Linked DNA regions of Mus musculus: all the other regions are linked to region 2. The links are chromatin contacts, called in public HiChIP or PLAC-seq maps. All regions are on one chromosome and are shown on one strand. The core of a region is the stretch at or near the end of the contact, and the rest is flanking DNA. Distances in the headings are between cores, read along the strand shown.

The links. HiChIP or PLAC-seq counts read pairs in DNA pulled down with a chosen protein or histone mark.
Region 1: an H3K4me3 HiChIP or PLAC-seq map of bone marrow-derived macrophages shows a contact between it and region 2, with 2.5 times the contacts expected there. The contact joins the enhancer-like site here to the promoter of Ets2 in region 2. A contact is called at or near these places in 5 of 39 promoter capture datasets (the 3T3-L1 cell line, hippocampal neurons, liver and 2 more), 7 of 484 Hi-C or Micro-C datasets (adipose-derived mesenchymal stem cells, embryonic fibroblasts, embryonic stem cells and 3 more), 15 of 115 datasets of contacts at active chromatin or transcription factors (the NIH/3T3 cell line, bone marrow-derived macrophages, craniofacial prominence and 9 more) and 2 of 9 other capture datasets (adipose tissue and pancreatic islet).
Region 3: a contact with region 2 is called in a RAD21 HiChIP or PLAC-seq map of pro-B cells, with 3 times the contacts expected there. The contact joins the enhancer-like site here to the promoter of Ets2 in region 2. A contact is called at or near these places in 4 of 39 promoter capture datasets (the 3T3-L1 cell line, the C10 cell line, cancer-associated fibroblasts and 1 more), 2 of 15 datasets of contacts at CTCF or cohesin (the G1E-ER4 cell line and pro-B cells), 18 of 484 Hi-C or Micro-C datasets (B cells, CD4 single positive thymocytes, the G1E-ER4 cell line and 8 more), 15 of 115 datasets of contacts at active chromatin or transcription factors (the HPC-7 cell line, the SCID.adh cell line, SST interneurons and 8 more) and 3 of 9 other capture datasets (adipose tissue, liver and pancreatic islet).

Annotation. Positions count from the first base shown.
Region 1 is chr16:95,610,958-95,614,790 of GRCm38.p6, reverse strand. No RefSeq gene overlaps it. Among named protein-coding and RNA genes, the nearest start is that of Gm31845, 55 kb to the left of the region's middle. Within about 2 kb of position 2,575, at least 23 of the 459 cell types and tissues checked have an H3K27ac peak or open chromatin away from gene starts, as enhancers often do. A contact at or near this core is called in bone marrow-derived macrophages and trophoblast stem cells, where this site is marked.
Region 2 is chr16:95,700,642-95,704,539 of GRCm38.p6, reverse strand. It overlaps Ets2 (E26 avian leukemia oncogene 2, 3' domain), which reads right to left and starts at 2,133. Exons shown (of 10, transcript NM_011809.3): 1 at 1,896-2,133. It overlaps Gm31989 (a long non-coding RNA gene), which reads left to right and starts at 3,692. Exons shown (of 4, transcript XR_876298.3): 1 at 3,692-3,898.
Region 3 is chr16:95,779,266-95,783,455 of GRCm38.p6, reverse strand. All of the region lies in intron 1 of Gm32130 (a long non-coding RNA gene), which reads left to right. Among named protein-coding and RNA genes, the nearest start is that of Gm41509, 17 kb to the left of the region's middle. Within about 2 kb of position 2,830, at least 31 of the 459 cell types and tissues checked have an H3K27ac peak or open chromatin away from gene starts, as enhancers often do. A contact at or near this core is called in B cells, pancreatic cancer cells and pro-B cells, where this site is marked.

The DNA of each region.
Region 1 (3,833 bases), core at 1,326-3,825, 90 kb after region 2:
CATTCATTCATTCATTCATTCATTCATTCTTTCATTCATTCACAGAGTTCATTCACAGCTCTCTACTCCTCCTGGTGGGTATCATGTGACTACCACTCTGATCTACACTCTGGGTGTCATGTGACCAGCTGCTTCAAGCTCTTGCTGCCCTGACTACCCACAGTGATGGGCTGTAACCCAGAACCTCATTTTAAATATATCCTTTCTCCCTTGGTTTTCCAGGGTAGTTTACCACAGCAACAGCAATGATAAGACAAAGGGATTGAGGGTGTTCAGTTAGAAGTTTACGATGTCAGCTTTATACCCAGCTGGAGAGCTGTTCTGGGCACCTCTTAAAGCAAAAACCGAACCCACTGATCTCAGAGCATCTCCACTCTCCACTCTCACTCTATGGCAGAGCAAGGAGAAGAGTGTTATTTGTGAGAGATACTGATGAAGGGCACAAATGCTCAGAGAGATGTTGGTGGAACATGCAACCAACCACACAGCCTCTGTGTTCACAACGTATAAGAATCAAGACCTTTGGGGGGGGGGTGGAAATCAGCAGACAGAACTCAAGGTTGGGTTGTGACAGTGGACTAGCCTGGACTGAAGGAAGAGTCATGACCTTAAAGGAAGTGAAGGGCACAGGGTACGGGTGAGTGAGTCCCAGGAGCAACAACCTCAGGGGATAGCCAGTTCTGACCCACAGAGTCCCTCTCTGGCTTGTGAGCTGAGAATGGTTTGATACTTTAAAACGATTGGAAAATAATCAGAAGGATTTTTTTTTGTGACATGTGGAAGATGTATAAAGGTCAAAGTTCAGGGCTCACAAGAGAAGTTTAGTGAAAGCCACTTGTGGGGGTAATCTTGTCAGTTGAGTAGATTTAGAATCACTTAGGAGACTCACCTCTCTGCACATGTGTGGGAGTCCAGAAAGGTTTAACTTCGAGGGAAGAGTCTCCTTGAATATGGACAGCACCATTTTATGGCCTGGGATGTGTGTCTCAAACTGAATAAAAAGAAGAAAATGAATTAGGCATCAGAATTTCTCTTCCTCTGTTTCCTGACCGTAGATGTGACATGACAGCCATCTCACACACACACCTCTCTCTCCACACCTTCCCTGTCAGGATGGACTGCACCTCTGTAAACCATGAGCTGGATAAATCTTCCTTCACTTACGTGCTGCTGGTGAGAGCTTGCGTGATACATGGTCAGAGCTGAGAGGGCTCCAAGAAAGGAAATGGGCTTCAAAGCCTGGAATGTCACCTGTCTGCCTCTTCTTCATTTGCTGTGGGGCAATCTCACCAGCTCAGTGGAAGGGCTTCTATAAAATGACTGGATAAAATTTAAGTTGTTGGGGTGAGCACCCATCCACTATGACTGAAGTTCTTATGCGATGAGAACACTTGGACATAGCAGAGGGAAGAGGCTCAGGAGGAAGCCTTACCCAACAGCCAAGAAAGGGACCTGGGGTAGATGTTACCTCACACAGAAGTCGACCCTGCTGAGACCTTCATCAGAACCCCCACCCTCCAGAACAGGAGATAACTTTGTGTTGTTTCAGCTGCCAGTTGTGACACTTCTTCCTAGCTGTAGTGGAGCAGTATACTCTCTGATGGTACTGAGTAAAATTATACCTGACACACTCACAGCATCACACCTGACACACTCACAGCATCACACCTGACACAGCATCTCACCGGACACACACAGCATTGCACCTGACACACTCACAGATCACACCTGACACACAGCATCACACCGGACACACAGCATCACACCTGATGCACACAGCATCACACCTGACACACTCACAGCATCACACCTGACACACTCACAGCATCACACCTGACACACTCACAGCATCACACCTGACACACTCACTCACAGCATCACACCTGACACACTCACAGCATCACACCTGACACACTCACAGCATCACACCTGACACACAGCATCACACCTGACACACTCACTCACAGCATCACACCTGACACACAGCATCACACCTGACACACTCAGAGCATCACACCTTACACACTCACAGCATCACACCTGACACACTCAAGCATCACACCTGACACACTCAACATCTTTCATCAGCTTAATCACAGGTGCAGAGGACACCATGTCATCTCAACGGAAGTGAAGGACCAGATCTGGTAAAGAATGGGAGAGGTTCCCATCATTTCAACTGCCAAGTCGAGACTGAGGTTTGCTGTAGAAGCTACGAGAGCCGGGCAGCATTCTCTCGCTTTGGAGACACGTGACTCTTCCACAGGAAGTGGGAAATCACCATAGGCCTGGCTCTAGATTCCTCTCTCTCTGTGACGGTTGCAGGGATCACCGAAGCTGTTGGGATTTATTTTCTCTCCAACAAGGGTGTTTCTTACATTTCTCTTTGCTGACTCAGATCTTCCCGCTTTTTGCCTCCACCCCCACTGTAACTTATTAGGTTCTTGTTAAACAAATAAAACACATGCCCGGATTGGGAATTAGAATTTTATGCAACTGTCAAAAATAGCTGCACTGGGAGCAGGGCAGTGACCACAGGAAGTGATTCACTGCCGCCGTCAGCTTCTCTTACCTACAACCCCAGAGAAACAGGAACCGTAAACACTATACTTAGGTGTCACGGAAGGTCACTGCTGCACCTGACCTTGTCAACTGTATCATCTGACAACCGTATAGGACAGAGGAGGAACTCATGGCCATCTAAGGCAAAGAGGCTTGCGGAGGGCCTGGCGCTGTGTCTCAGTGACTATTTCTACCAATGGCGACGTCAATGAAGATGTTTCTCTAATTGTCGTTAAGGCTGCTACATGTATAGACTCTGGGATTTGGTCTGGTTGACATAGATTTTAACTTTAGTTGGCATTCCTACTTTTCGTTTGTGGAGGTGCGAATGGGACCGGTGGTGGTGACAGCATGCATGATTCCACTGGTACCTCTGACCTGCCTCAGTCCATCCGAAAGGACTCTTCATCCTGGGCTAGCTCATTTTACTTGATCTTGGTTGTAGACTCTGTCTGTGTCAGTGCCCTGATGAGGGTGCTTACAGTGTTCTCTGGTGCTTCCCTGATAGGGGCTCATTCACGCTCTCTAGGTCCAGAGAGTCTTCAGTAGCCTTCTGTATTTGATGTTTGGGAAATGGAAGAAAGTTCAAAGGTCATGAACACTGACTCTGAACTTCTTGCCCTACCCCTAACTCCACTGAGACTCAAGACAGGGAAAGAGGACTTCACCTAAGGCATGAAAGTTAGATGATGTGACTCCTTCATGGTTGGTTGAAGTCCATGGATGCTTCTATGGCTCCTCTTAAATTTTCCTTTCTTATCCTTATCTTTAGTATAGAGTATATTGGTGACTCGTCTCGTTGCTGTGATAAAACATATCCAACAAAAGCAACGCAACAAAGGGTTTATTGTGGCTTGCAGTTTGAGGGTAAGGTCTATCATGGAAGTAGGGCTTTGAAGTATCTGGCCACCTTGCATCTACAATAAGGAAGCAGAGAGACCCAAAGGCCAACACCCAGACTGCTTCTCCTCTCTATTCAGCCTAGGGCCGAAGCAGTACTGCCCACAGTTAAGGGGAGCCTTTCCACCTCAGTTATATACATAATCTAGATTATCCTGCATAGGCTTGTCCGGAGGTTAGCCCAGTCTAGATAGTTCCTCACACACGTGGCCAGAGGCTGGCCTCCTGGGTAGCTCCTGTAAGTTGGCAGTCATAATTCACCATCGCGAAGAGCATCTGATGAGTCTGGCGAACCATGAAATGTTAAACGAAGAATATGAACTGAAAGATGATTTCAAAGAGCACCGTAGGAAGAATGTGGAACACGGGAT
Region 2 (3,898 bases), core at 884-3,383:
CACTTTATTCTGAGGCAACTGAGGACCGGTGACAACTGAGTCACCGGCCTAGACTACACACTCCTTTGGGGGTGTCTGTGGAGATTACGCCTCAGATCAGTAGGGCCTTAAATCCTGACCATGCCTGAGTGGGCTCTCCCTACCCCACCCCACTGAAGCAGAGAGCACACAAATATGAGCAAACCAGGCCTTTCTGTCACACTTCAGTCCTGTGAAACACTCGCCAACTGAGAACTTCATGTCGCCTACTTGGATGGAGTCAGCCCTGTAGCCTGTAACCTGTTGACTAAACACAAGCCTCCCGCAGAAAACCAGCAGCAGAGGCAGAGGTGTCCACGTGGTTCCTCCAGGGCCTGTCGGACAGTGCTTTCTGTTGCCCCAGTGTACAGACACTCGAGGACTTCTCTGTGATTTTTCGCTTCTGAGATGGGCAGAGAATAGCTTCAGAGGTTGGGGAAGAGCTCCCCTGCCTTTTGTGTACAAACAGGAGCAGAAAAGGGAGGCTCCCACTCCCACATAAATGCTGTAATTACCGGCTGCAGAACAGGGTTCCTTTGTTGCCTGGCTTTTAATGAGTTTTGTAAAAAAAAAAAAAAAAAAAAAAGAATGTAGAATTAAAGCCCTCCACTAAATGGCTTCAGGCAGACCCACGGCTAATCAAATTTAAGTTCATTTATCCGACTGGATGTGCTTGCTAACCCCTGGGACAAGTCAAGACTCTAGATAAATCAATTTCAAGTTTAGACTTTTTGGTACTGGTGATGGGCTAAAAAAAAAAAAAAAAATAGTAACAAGAAATGGGAGAAAATGGCAGAAATGTAGTAACTGGGAATAGTTAGGTTTTTAAACAAGAATTTCATGGATAACTGTATCCTTAGTGGAACAGGTAATCACTTATATAAGAGAGCATGAGTTTGTATTTAGATAAATTTAGGTTAAAAAAATAAAATAAAAGGACAAAACCCTTTGAAGGTTGGTTTGCCTTTTGCTTAGCAATCAGTTTAGAGAAATGAATGACTAATTCCATATATGAGAGTTTGGCTATTTCCCTGTGGGATGCACGGTGTTCACATTAACTGCACTGCGAGATTACTCAGATTTTAATAAAAGCTTAACACTGAGATGTATCTCCGGATTGGCGGTGGTGTAGGCAGGCAGATACCGACAGGAGCTTCCACAGCGGGAGCAAGTCTCTCAACTGGCGAATTAAATGACTCCTCTCTCCAACCAGGACTGCTCACCGCTTTACTTTCTAAATAAGTAGCGAGTCAACTACTATTTTAGGCTCCCCTGAAATTGAGTGCAGGCTAGTACAAGTCTTATGAGATTAAATAGTAAATTAGAAAAAAAAAAAAGTCAAATACGCAAACGCTTCAGGTTACCCCTTCATTCATATGCTTTAAGGAGAAAATAAAAGCAGAGCAGCCACCAGCACCCCTACTTGGACCGTATCCCGTACTGGCTTCCCAGGGCCCAGGGGAGCCCAGACCTGGCCAAGCAGGTGACACGTTCCCGGGAGCCGCAACTTCCCAGGTGTTCCATGATCCGGACACCCCCACATCCTTCCAGGCCTAGCGCCTCCCCAACTCAAGTCACCCCGAACCTGGGGCTACCTCGGCCACCTCTCCAGGTGCCTCAAGCCCTCTCGAGAAACGCAGTCGCGCACCCCGGGCAGGAACCGCACGGGGCGACCACTGGCTTCCCCAAAACAAAAGCGGTCTGCCCGCGCCCTGCCCGATGCCTGGGTCCCCCTCCGAGGCCACTGGGTGCCTAGGAACCAGCCGGAGCGGCTCTGGGGCGCGCGATGGCCCGGCGGGATCAGGGGCCGCCCGCACTACACCCCACCCCGGGCGGAGTCTCTGCTGAGGACCATCGCGCACAGGGGCCGCTCTTACCGCGCCGCAGCAGGCAGGGCCAGCCGGAGGGCGGCGGGGAGAGGAGATCGCGGCGGTCCCGGCGCGCAAGGCCGGGCGAGACGAGGCCGTAGGGCCGATCCGGGCGCGCGGGGCCGGGGAAGGTGGCGGGGACTGACGGGCCTCAGTGGTGTCCACTCTGTGCTCAACGCCGCGGTGAAGGAAGTAACCAGCCCGATCTCCTAGCCGCGCGCTCTTCTGGAGCTGGGGGAGGGCCGGAGGGAACCGGGGGAGGGGACAGCAGGGGTGACGGAGAGAGCGCGGAGGAGGAGCGAGCGCGAGGCCGGCGTGGGAGGAGAGCGCGCTCTGGCAGCGGCGGATCCACGCTGCTCCCGGGCCCTTCTCTGCGACCCTGCAGCTCGCTGTCGCCTGCCTGCTGGCCCCTGCTCCTGGAGCCCGGTTCGGGCGTTATGCCCAGGAGGTCCAGCTAGAAAGGCAGGGCCGTATCCGCCCGCGTTAGGCTGTCTGCAGGTCCGAGCTGGGGGCCCTGTTGGCACTTGGGTTGGGTGGTTAGGCTTCTGCGGTGGAGCCTGCCCTGTGCTTGGAGCTACGTGTGGGTCCTGATTTCTGGTCCTTCGTCGTGAAAGACTCATACGTGGGGTTAGGGAGTCGCAAAGTGGGCGGGTGGCGGAGTCGCGAGTGGAAGAGCAGAACGTGGCGCAGCCGCTTGCCTCTGGAGAGGCCCCTCCTACTGCCTCGGTGCGGATGGCGCCCCCTAGGGCTGAGCCGAGTCTCAGCGCCGACTTGGCCGAGCACTTAGGCGCCATCTATTATTAGTCTTAGTAAATCCTTCAAGGCTACTACTGTGTTCTACTTAACATGGTCTACGAGGTCAACTACATGTCAAGTCCAGCGTGACTCTCCCAAACTCATGGTCAAAACACAAGCCAAAGAGTGGTTTCCTTTTTGGTCAGAAGGCGTTGAGTCCATGGTTGGAAACCTGTGGGATTCATCCGTAGGCACAGGTGTACGTTGAATATTATTTCGTTCCTTCTCAAGTTTAGGTTGTTACCAGAGATGGCATATGAAATTGCAAATGGCAAGCTCAGGCAAGGCCACGGGACTGACGATTGGTACATTACAAGGACAGCCTTGCCGGGAAGGGAGTGGAAGACCCCAGCTTCTCTGGTACCGCAGGGTTCCTGGTTTCCATGGCAACTCCCCATCTGAAATTATTGCCAATCAAGATACTATTACACCTGATACTTCTCTCCAGTGTATCACCTTTGCAGGAGTCAAGGCCTAATCCACTAAGCTAAAACAGCTAGGTCCAGAGGGAATTGATATTTCCTCATGGCTTCTCAGTGTGTATTCAGGTCCAGACCAGAGAACCCAGGTCAAGGAGGAACTCCATAAATAGAAGAAAGAGTCCCTGTCCCGTTACCATGGAGACACGGAACAGCATATGCTAACTTAAAAAAAAAAAAAACATAGCAGAAGGTACTGACTTGTCTGAAGGAGTGTGTCCGTTGGCCCTATCTCCCTGCAAGTATTTTCACGCCTTGACCACGTATCTGAGAAGCTTGGTACACACAGTGATCTCTTGAAGTTCAGATACCCAAAACAGGACTGTTTCCTTCCATCACTTCTGCTCCTGAGACCGTGGGCATTCGAGGACTCCTTTGGTCCACAAAGGCCTTATTGAGCCAAGCCTCTCAGGGCTGCTCAGGCTGATGGCTGGAGGGCAGCTCTTGGTAATGCTGAGCAGAAAAGCTACAAAAGAAGTTAGTACCCAAGTGTCACAGCACCCCTGTCATTAAACTTTGATTAGCTGATGAAGCAAACCTGTAAAAGAATTTATCAGCAGGGCTGAGAACTTGGTAGGGACGGGCTCTAAATTCCTGAATAAGTTTTTCTAAACTCTCTTTTAGGAGCATTTTAGGAAAATCTCTGGGGGAAAAAACTGTCATATACATGAAGAGGAAGAAAGGTATTCAGGAAAGCCACCCCAAACCTGTCAGGTCTGAGTATGTGGAAACCTAATG
Region 3 (4,190 bases), core at 1,581-4,080, 78 kb before region 2:
TCTTTAGAAGTGTTCTCCTGTATTTCTTTAAGTGATTTATTAAAGTCCTTCTTGATGTCCTCTACCATCATCATGAGATATGCTTTTAAATCTAGGTCTAGGTTCTCAGGTGTGTTGGGGTTCCCTGGACTGGGCGAAGTGGGTGTGCTGGGTTCTGGTGATGGTGAGTGGTCTTGGTTCCTGTTAGTAAGATTCCTCCGTTTACCTTTCGCCATCTGGTAATCTCTGGAGTTAGTAGTTATAGTTGACTCTGTTTAGAGATTGTTCTTCTGGTGATTCTGTTACCGTCTATCAGCAGACCTGGGAGACAGATTCTCTCCTCTGAGTTTCAGTGCTCAGAGCACTCTCTGCTGGCAAGCTCTCTTACAGGGAAGGTGCGCAGATATCTTGTATTTGGACCTCCTCCTGGCCGAAGAAGAAGGCCCAAAACAGGACCTTTCTCAGACAGTGTGTTGCTTTGGCAGTTCCCAGGTGGTACAGACTCTCACCTAAGCAGACTAAATTCCTAAGTTCCTTGGAGTCCCGGGACCAAGATGGCGACCGCTGCTGCTGTGGCTTAGGCCGCCTCCCCAGCCGGGTGGGCACCTGTCCTCCGGTCCGGAAGGTGGCCGGCTGTCCCCCGCCCACACAGGGTGCTGCCTCAGCGCCTCTGTGCTTCTGCCTGTTCCAGAAGCTGTCAGGTTCTCTGGCGCACCCTCTCACCTGTTCAGACTAATTTCCTAAGTTCGGCGGGTCTCGGACCAAGATGGCGACCGCTGCTGCTGTGGCTTAGGCCGCCTCCCCAGCCGGGCGGGCACCTGTCCTCCGGTCCGGACGGTGGCTGGCTGTCCCCGGCCCACAAAGGGTGCTGCCTCAGCGCCTCTGTGCTTCCGCCTGTTCCAGAAGCTGTCAGGTTCTCTGGCGCACCCTCTCACCTGTTCAGACTAATTTCCTAAGTTCGGCGGGTCCCGGACCAAGATCTCCTGATCTCTTCTTAAGATGACACCAGTTGCGCTGAATCAGGGCTCTTAATAATGACCTCATTCTGACTGGATCACCTCACATCTAGGTTTTAACTCCAAATACAGCCTTGTTCTGAGACAGTGGAGGGAAGACCTGAAATATATGGAGTCTCATAACAACTTTACAATGGCTTCAGTGACATATTTTAGGGTTTTAAATTCACTTTTGAAGTATTTGGGAATTGAATCCAAGGTCTCCCACCTGGTAGGTGTTCAGTCTACCACTGAACTATACTGAACTTCTAAGGATATTTTAAAGTGGAATTTGGGAATGTCATCGTCAGGTATGGGGGTGGGGGGCAGAGTTCAAAAGTGAATTCCTAATTCCAGAGAGTCCCTACTGTTTTGAGCCTTGGGGCCCATCACAAGCCACAGGGTGGGTCTTTCTGCAATGTTCTAGCTTCTAGAAGCTCTGGGGGCCCCAGGGATAAGGGCTATTTATCTGTTCCCTCTATTAGGTCTGAGGAGTCTCTTCCAGACACACAACAGATGACACTTCACTGTGTGTGATGTGTCAGAGCCAACCAGCCACAGGGACTTAGAGCGCATCTGTGGACCGAAATAGAGACTTGCTTGTTTCCAGTGAGTAACCAAAGGGGAAGTTATCTTAATTTTGAAAGGAACAAGGCCAGCTTCATTGTGGGTCTTTTTTGTGTGTTCTTGAGTGTCAGCACCCATATGGATGTCGTCACATCCAACTCCGTGTGTGTTCTGGGGACCTAAAGTCTGGTCTTTACCCACTAATACGTCTTTCCTGCCCCCCCTTTTTTTTCTGGAATGAAATCTTTCCCATTACCCTTTTCTTTCTAAGTTCAAGGTCTTTCTTTTCCGACTACTGCTGCCTTGGATTGGGACCATGGTCTGTTGAGGCATACAAATGGTGCCAACAGTGTCCCTGCCCTTCTGTTAAATGCCAGTGGCATTTCTTCTCATTGATAATCAATAAGGTCTTTTGAAGTTGCCATTGTAAGATTATTCCCATTGGGTGTGTTATAATGAGATGCAGTGGCCCTTTCGTGTAGTGTGGGAGTGCTCTAGGAACATAGAGGTGTGTGTATGAATCTGAGGCTAGCACTGATGTTTGTTGAACTGATAACTGGTTAGAAGTGACTAACAGGCAGGTAGAAAATACAGTGTGGACACACACGATAAAGGGATGCTTGTGCCCAGGATGGGTTATAGGAGGATGCTACAAGTCTTTACACCCTATTCAGTAAACCAGACAATTTAACATTCATGAAGTCTCTAGAGACTATTCCACATAACATTTCTGGCTACAGCTGGTCCCAGACAAATGAAGGTAAGAAAAAGCTATGGTCACAGAGGAATGGAAAAAGCTGAGTAAAGAGACAGGCTGGTGCCTGGGCTTTGCTTCCTTATGGACTACTCAGGGATCTGCCAGTGACGTGAGAGCAGGTCTCATGGTGCATAAGGTAGATGGAGGGATGCCATTTGGGAGTGAGCAATAACCTCAAAGGTGGGTTTTACCAACATTTCACTGGTGATCGTGACCTTCAAAAACCATAGTTATTCAGGGTCCACCTTTAGGTTCCAGATGAAAACATATAGTATCTCAGGGGTGCAGGGACACCATCTTCACTCCTCCATCGCAGTGCTGGGCTTAAGGAGAGCTGTGTAATCCTGCAGGCCACTGCTTCTGGGACACCTCAGAGCTATCTGCCTCAAGCCCTTGCACTTGACCTTTCAGGATCAACCTCTAACAGCAGAATTAGAAGGTAAAGAAGGAGGGAGAATAGAGATCTGAGCTAGCAGAGCACAGTCAGGTTTGTTCCCAAAGGCTGGGGGCTTGTTGGCGCCAGGGGCCCCCTACAGCAGAGCAGGGGCCACCCACACAGGAAGCTAGTTTTCCCCCAGGGTTCACCGTCTCTATTTTTGAACTTCAATGCTGCTTGCCTTTCCTGAACACAAGATGTAAACCCATTGGGGAGGGTGCTCCTGGGGTTTCTCTTAGGATCTCCAGTAAAACCTTGACCTTTCCACTGCAGTATACAGGACAAAGAGGTGAGGTACAAGCTCACCAGAGCACAGTGAAAGTTATCCATCTGGAGTGAGCACTATGTCCCCAGTAACATGGAAAATGGAGGTTTGGGGGGGGGTGAACATGGTGGTCACCTCTTGGCAGGAATCCAGGTGCCCCTCTGATTTTGAATGCAGTGCTTCTCCTAGTTCTAGAAAAACAGGTCTTCCTGATGCAACCACCTGGAGATAGGTAGCAATGGGGATATCCATTCCCTGGCCTCTTTTGCTCCCAGGGAACATGCACTTGGAGGATGAGCAATGAAGAATGGTAATGCCAGTATGCTCAAGTTGACATCCCTCCAAATGTACTATTCCAGTGGAGATGGGATAGCCTGCTCATGGACAAAATGCACATATTTCATCTGTAAACTTACCTGATAATTTGGTCTATGTTTGATGAGGCATTGCTCCACGACCCCTACTTTACCAAAATCCATAGTGAGTTGTAAAGAGAAAAACCTGATGTTCTGGACACACTGTGCTTAATTTAAAAGGTGTCATGGGTTATTTTGGGAATACCATGGGTGCTTTCCATGCTCTCTATGGCTGTCACACGCAATTTTGAAACATATATTACTCCCTACACGGGAAGCACGGGAACACGTACAAGATGAGAATATACGTTCCAGCTTCAGTCACGTCAGGTGATCTCAGCAGTCTTTATTTACTCTGGATGCTTTCTTTTCTATCAAAGTCTCTGACAAGAGAGCACTCCTCTCAGGTTGGAATTGAGGGCTGTCATTGTTCTTGAGCAGGTACTCCTAAAGCGACATTGCTATGTAGGAGTTATCACACAAATAAAACCTTTTTAGAAACCGGGACTTCCCACACAGTTAACTGTGTGGGTTTAGATTAGGGCTGACTTTTATGGCCTACCTAAGACCATGTTGAGACCATGTGGCTTTGACAATGAGAGGTTTCACACACCAGAACAAAGGTGTGGTGTCTAAACTTGGGAACTGACCACAATAGCTTAACATATTTCTCAGAGCCATCAGGTGCCTACAGTTGAGATTCACCCCAGCCCAGGGGAGTACAGTTGCACCTGTTCCTGCCAACTATCCATTGTATGGGCCATCAGAAAATCACTTTGCCCCTTTGGACCTGCACTGGTCTGTGATAAAGGGGTAGGCCTGGCAAACGGTTGGC